2 separate regions of the Pelodiscus sinensis genome follow, and region 1 is linked to region 2. The links are chromatin contacts, called in public Hi-C maps. All regions are on one chromosome and are shown on one strand. The core of a region is the stretch at or near the end of the contact, and the rest is flanking DNA. Distances in the headings are between cores, read along the strand shown.

The links. A called contact is a pair of places that touch in the nucleus more often than the background predicts.
Region 1: a contact with region 2 is called in a Hi-C map of an unstated tissue, with 6 times the contacts expected there. The contact joins the promoter of CEP152 here to the promoter of SECISBP2L in region 2. A contact is called at or near these places in 2 of 5 Hi-C or Micro-C datasets (blood and an unstated tissue).

Annotation. Positions count from the first base shown.
Region 1 is chr14:22,134,630-22,138,116 of ASM4963464v1, forward strand. CEP152 (centrosomal protein 152) reads left to right here and starts at 1,695. Exons shown (of 28, transcript XM_075897203.1): 1 at 1,695-2,912.
Region 2 is chr14:21,981,560-21,984,689 of ASM4963464v1, forward strand. SECISBP2L (SECIS binding protein 2 like) reads left to right here and starts at 1,687. Exons shown (of 19, transcript XM_075897206.1): 1 at 1,687-2,032.

The DNA.
Region 1 (3,487 bases), core at 445-2,944, 150 kb after region 2:
GAAGCCATATTAGAAATGCACAGTATATTAGTCCCCTTATCAAAGTGTATGCAGATTCCACTTGAACAACAAAAATTTGCTTGAATAAATTAAGATGTGGATTGTTTCAATTAATAACATGCTATTATGTGACCCACAAACCTAGTGTGGTTCACTGTCCCATGTAGTTTCATTTAGATGGCCTATAGCAAGAGCTAAGAAGAAGAGTGCTCTACAGCCTAAGCTGAGCGGCTGCTGGCTTTATAGCTGAAGCTGCAGAGGATCCTACACTAATCTCCACAGCTCCCAGGTTCAAATCTGGGCAGTGGTGGTTACAAGTGGGGGCCCATCTCGGATCTCAACTGGGTCTCTGAAGTTTGGGATATGCTTCCTCAGCCAGGGGAAGTATGTAACCCACCTAATGTGGTTCACTGTCCCATCCAGTGGCACTTAGACCAAGTGGCACTTACAGCAAGCAATAAGAAGGGAGCTCTGAGCCAGCTGGCTTTATAACTCAAACTGTAGGCTCCTACACTAAGCTCCAGAGGTCCTAGGTTCAAATCTGTCCAGTCGTGGTAACACTAACACACACAACGTAGGAATGGCCATACTGGGTCAGACCAAAGGTCCATCTAGCCCAGTATCCTGTCTGCTGACAGTGGCCAGTACAGATGCCCCAGAGAGGGAGGGAACACAACAGGTAATCATCAGGTGATTCCTCTCCTGTCATTCATTTCCAGACAAACAGAGTTTAGGGACACCATTCCTACCTATCCTGACTAACAGCCATTGATAGACCTAACCTCCATGAATCTATCTAGCTCTTCTTTGAACCCTGTGAGAGTCCTAGTCTTCATAACATCCCCAGGCAAGGAGTTCCTTTTGTTTTAAACCTGCTGCTTATTAATTTCATTTGGTAACCCTTAGTTCTTATATTGTGGAAATGAATAAATAACTTTTCCTCCTCTTTTTCCACACCAGTTATGATTTTATAGATCTACAAATATTTTATGGAAGGTGTCAACCGTGGTGCAGTAACACACATTCTGTATTTTTCTTAGTAGGAGAACAAATGGTTCCTATGTGGGAAGACCCTTCTATTAATTTTGTTATGCAAATTATTGGTACAGGAAAGGCTTGTGGAGTTCTTTTTTCTGCTGGAGAGTTTGGTTTTTTGCCATGGCTTCTGATTATCAATTCTTCAGGCAGAGTTTACTGAGAATCAAGGACTGGTGTTGGGCTGAAAGTGCTGAAAATAAAGGGATATTCCTAAATGTTATTTTACCACTTCAAACTAGTCTAGTGTGTGTGATGATAAAACCAAACATACTTTAAAAATGTCCAGCAATTCACAATGATTGGGGAGGCAAATGTACCCCAAGACTTTTGTACTTGCTCAAAGTTTCACTTGGAGCCAGGGAGCCAGGGCTTGACAGCTCTTAAGTGGTAAAATTGTGATAAATCAATATGACCTATCCTGGAGCAGCCTTGAGTGTTCTTTCACTATGGCTGTGTCTAGACTGGCAAGTTTTTCCGCAAAATCATCTGCTTTTGCGGAAAAACTATGCTGCTTCCGTTCGGGCAAAAGTCTTTTTCTGAAAAACTTTTGCACAAAAGGTCCAGTGTAGACAGCAGAGATTTGTTTTCCACAAAAAAGCCCCGATCACGAAAATGGCGATCGGGGCTTTTTTGCAGAAAAGCGCGTCTAGATTGCCCACGGACACTTTTCCGCAAAAAGTGCTTTTGCGGAAAAGCATCCTGCCAATCTAGACGCTCTTTTCCGAAAATGCCTTTAATGGAAAACTTTTCTGCTAAAAGCATTTCCGGAAAATCATGCCAGTGTAGACGTAGCCTATGTGGTTGCTATATTATAGAAATTTGATCTGGCCACCCCAGAAAACAGAGGCAATGTCTGTGAGTGGGAATGTGATCTTTCCCAATGGATCAAAACACCCCTCAAATTTTGATAGGTCCCCTCTGTCCAGATAGAGGAGCAGCTGGGCCACAAAATGATGTGACTTGGTACATGGGGAATGTGTTCTAACACAGCAGAATGCAGAGGATTCCATTCAGAACTCAGCTCCTGGAGGCACTGGTTCATGCATTGTGTGGCTGAGAGGGGGAAACTCTATGCTGAGGGAAGACCTTGAGTCCCAGTGGAAGGAAGGAGATGAGAGGGGTCCAAATGTGGTCTCCAGGCGAAGACTGGAATTTGATCCCTTCCCACAAAATATCTGAATTGGTCCCACTTACTTCCAGACTCAATGTCAATGATTTATTCTCCACCCGGAAGTCAACCTGGAAGGCTGCATCCAGCCAACTGCACTCAAAGAGCTAACCTTAAAATCAGTTTCAGAACTCTCATAACATAGCCTCTATATGATGCCAGCAAATTTCTGCAGAAGGTTGTTTCCTGTGCCATGGTCTCTTGCTATGATGTAATGTCATGTTGCAGTGATGTCATGTCTTGATGGCATCCTGACATGGCAACATGTTGCTATGGCATCACATGTTGCTTTCATACATGGTAGATCTCTTAGTGTGTGCAGATGACACACCCCTCCCTGTCATGACCCCTCACAGCTGGAAGCCTGCCCTGCACAGAAAGAGCAGGGAGAAGAGATTGACTAGCAGCTGCTGGGCCGCTATAACCCGCCCCTACCAGCCATTGGCTAAGATCCCGAGCCAATCAGGAAATGACTGTGCTTCCCGCGGCCTCTCGCGCCTGCTTTCAAACTGCAAACACTGGCTTTTGCGGCGCAACCGAACTTGAGGAACAAGTAAGTCCCGCCCTCGTGGTAAGACGGAGAACGGTGGCCTGGTCGGTGGCTGGAGGATTCGGCTATCACTCAACAGGGAAGTTAAGCTGTCACGCGGAAGGCTACCGGAAAGATCTGATGGACGGCGACTAGCTGTATTGTCCTGTGGACCCGGTGAGTATCGGTGAAGGCGCCGCTCCTGCAGGCCCGTCCGGAGTAGGAGTCTCCCGCCGCGGGACGGACTCTTGAACGCGGGCCCGGCGTCTCCCCTGCTCCCATCGCAGGGCGCACGAGCCCCGTTCCCAACCCGCCGGGGGGTTCACTGGGTGGCTAGGGCCGTGCCGAGCGAGCGGGGCACCTCCCGCCTTCGGCGCTTCCATGGGAACGCGGAGAGGGATGCGCGAGGGCAGCAAACTGCGGCTGCGGGCTTGTCTCCTCTGTCCTTGGGGTGCCGCGGTTCTGCGATGGGGGCCTCCTGGCGATTTCCCCCCCCCGCGAGTGCGCGATCTTCGCAGGGGTGCAGCCCTAAGACTGCCGCGCCCCCACTGGAGTCAGTAGCGTGCCGGGCGGTGAGCTGTACCCCCGCCGCTGGACTCTGAGGATTCATTCTTAAAACCTGCTCGCGTTTAGGTCCAGTGGTTAATGAAGTACAGCACTGACCTTGCGGCCCGTGTAGAGCCGATGTTGCGGTGGATGTTTCCTTATTGCTCGGTGAGAAAGCTTCTTTGACAGAAGCAAAAGGGATTTTC
Region 2 (3,130 bases), core at 437-2,936:
ATAAACCTTTGTAGATGGCTGCAAGTTGTACTTTCATATGATTTTTGCTTTTTTGAGTCTGCATAACATCTCTGCTGGTCAGTCCTCTGGACTTTCCTAGCTCTACCTAAACTCTGCCTGCATGTGGTCCTTTTCTTTTGCAATTTACCCAGCCACGCACAAGTCTCAGACAAGCTTATGTGCACCTCCTAGATTATCCCACAGAGTTCCATAATCTTTTTCACACTCCTCCATTACACACAGTGGCTGTGTCTACACTGGGCCACTTATTCCGGAAAAGCAGCCGCTTTTCTGGAATAAGCTGCGAGCTGTCTACAGTGGCCCCTTGAATTTCCGGAAAAGCAGTTACGATTTACTGTAAGAAATCAGCTGCTTTTCTGGAAAAACTATGCTGTTCCCGCTTGGGCAAAAGTCCTTTTTCCGGAAAACTGTTCCGGAAAAGGGCCAGTGTAGACAGCACAGTAGTCTTTTCCGGAAAAAAGCCCCGATCGCGAAAATGACGATCGGGGCTTTTTTCCGGAAAAGCGCATCTACATTGGCCACAGACGCTTTTCCGGAAAAAGGACTTTTCCGGAAAAGCAGCCTGCCAGTGTAGACGCTCTTTTTCTGGAAATACTTATAACGGAAAACTGTTCTGTTTTAAGCATTTCTGGAAATTCATGCCACTGTAAACACAGACAGTATGTTTAAAAAAAAAAAAAAGCCGAGCAGCTACTAAAAAATTGTCACTTTCATACATCACTGTTCTAAAATCCTTATACTATCCCTTCTCTCCTTCTGGGTATCAGTGTGCTTTGAATAGGTTATACCTCCATTGGAGTTGCTATAGATATTAAGACAACTTCCTATACCAAAAGATGGTGAAGAAGAGAGTTTGCTATAAAGAGGATGATCACTTTGCAGACCTGCTGGTGGTAAAAATCTGTGTCTCAGTAATATACGGAGTTAATGAGATAAAATGAAAATTAAAAAGTCAACATAATATAATCCTCCACTACTAGCTAGCTCATATAAGCTTATGAATGTCACACACTGTTGTCTCCCTCACTGTTAAATTGATTTAATTAGCTCAAGTGGTAAAGTCTTGTGCTGTCAGTGCTGAAGCACAAGAGTTCAAACCCTCTTGTTAAGGCAATCAGGAACAGTTACAATAACATTTGTAGCTCTAGCTTGCTGCTTCATGTGAGTTGAACTATACTGTCAGTTCCCACTTACTAGTTTTTTTGAGGGGTGTTTCGTTTTGGCATGATAGAAAAGCTAGAACTGCCCTTCTTTGGGCGTGTACGTCTATAAACCACACTATTCTTTCAAGAAATTTAAAGAATTGGCTCCAATCCTGTAAACACAAAGCTACACTAATGCTTAAGGGTTTGCAGGATCAGGACTTCTGTGCCTCCAAATAACTATAGAAGCAACTTTCACCACTTACATCAGCATTTCAATGAATTAAACACTCAGACACTCCTCAGAGCCTTCTGCTGAGTAAATAACGTACAGAACTGAGAGATGAGTGGTGGGGTCCTGGCTCCCAGTCCTGTGCTCTGACCACTAGACTCCCTCTGCCTCCAGCAAGGGTAGTCCAGCAAAGCCACTTGGCCAACCCGTAGTGCACGGCTTGAGTCCACCCGGCTTCCGTCCCACACAATGCAGCCGGGCCGCAGACTCCCCACTTCCCCGCCCATCACTGGCGCAGCCGGGAGCTGGTTTCCGTGTCAGCCGTCGAGGCTCAAGCGTACGCAGAAGCTACTCAGCGAGCCAGCCGGGGAGGAGGCCGCCATGGAGGAAGAGGACTTGGCTCGCCTCCGCTGACACACCCTATCCCTAGTGCTGTCTCCGCTCGGCCGACCGCCCCCGCCCCGGTTCTCTACAGGTGGCAGCGTCCGACGGCCACTGGACCGTACTGGAGTTCCGGGGACGTGAGTGCGCGTGCGCAAAGCGTTGGCGCATGCTCAGTAGCAGCAAGGTAGCTGAGCCTGACATTCCGCTGCTTCTCCCCAGCTCAGCTGGAGGAGCCATGGACAAAGCCGACAAGGTACGGGCAGGACGGGGGCGGCGAGCTCGCGCACTGTAAACAACGAACGAGGGGAGGGTGGCGTGGGCCGAGGGGTGCCAGGGTCGGGGAGCTCGCGGGCGGCTGGGGGGTAACAGGGATTTGCGGCCGCCGGGAGACCGAGCTGTAAGCCGGGGGGAGGGGGGGTTGGGTCTGCTCAGCTGGGAGGGGGGGCCCTGGGTGCAGCTCTCAGGCCTGCACTCCAGGCCGCTGGGCAGGGAGGCGAGGGGCTCCTGGGCGTTCGGCAGATGAGCGGTGCCAGCGTGTTTGTGTGTATGGGCCTGGAGGGGCGGGTTGCTGTAAAAGCTGTTTTCGCTCCACACGTCAACAATCTCAGCCCGGAGTTCAGTCTTGAGAAGTTCCCCAGAAAACCGGAGCGGGCCAGGGCGGGGCAGGGAATGGCTTTTATTGGCCCAGCGGCTGTTGACGGAAAAGAAAACTTGATCTTTTCTTGTCTGTCTGGGGGGGTGCGTTTCACTCGTTAACAAGGATGACAACACAGGCCTTAACCCCTCCCCCCCACAAAACCTTTCCTTCTCTTGGGCCGGGAAGTTGGAGAGAGTCTCATGAAGAGTGTGTGGTTGAGGGCAGGGGATTGTGTTAAGATAGCAACTATAATACCCTAGGTGAGATCCTGTTGCTTTTTACCCACCTCTTTTAAGTTTATGCAAGTTGATTCTGTTTGTCATATTTATAATGTTGTGTCAAGATGCTGTGATACTCCCCTCAGCTCTTTTTCCCTGTCATGTTTCAAATTGCTGGGACAATTGGAATAACTAAGATTTCATTTGAAGTATGTAAAATCATCAGGAGAGGCATTTTAAAACATCTCCAAAACTAACAGATGTGTCATTTACCTAGTGTGTAAAACCTGCAGAGTTGTTTAAATTCTTGTTTGTTTCTGGGATAGATTTAAGTCTCTGTTTGGGGCACAATCTAGCTTTTTCTATCCCTGGTTTGGAGCATATTATTAAAGATAACACCTGAAACAAGTCCTCTTCTCCTCCCTTTTAATTTTTTTCTAATTCATTAACAGGAGGGTCGTAGACTGATCAATTTACCTTATTTTAGGCTCTTGTG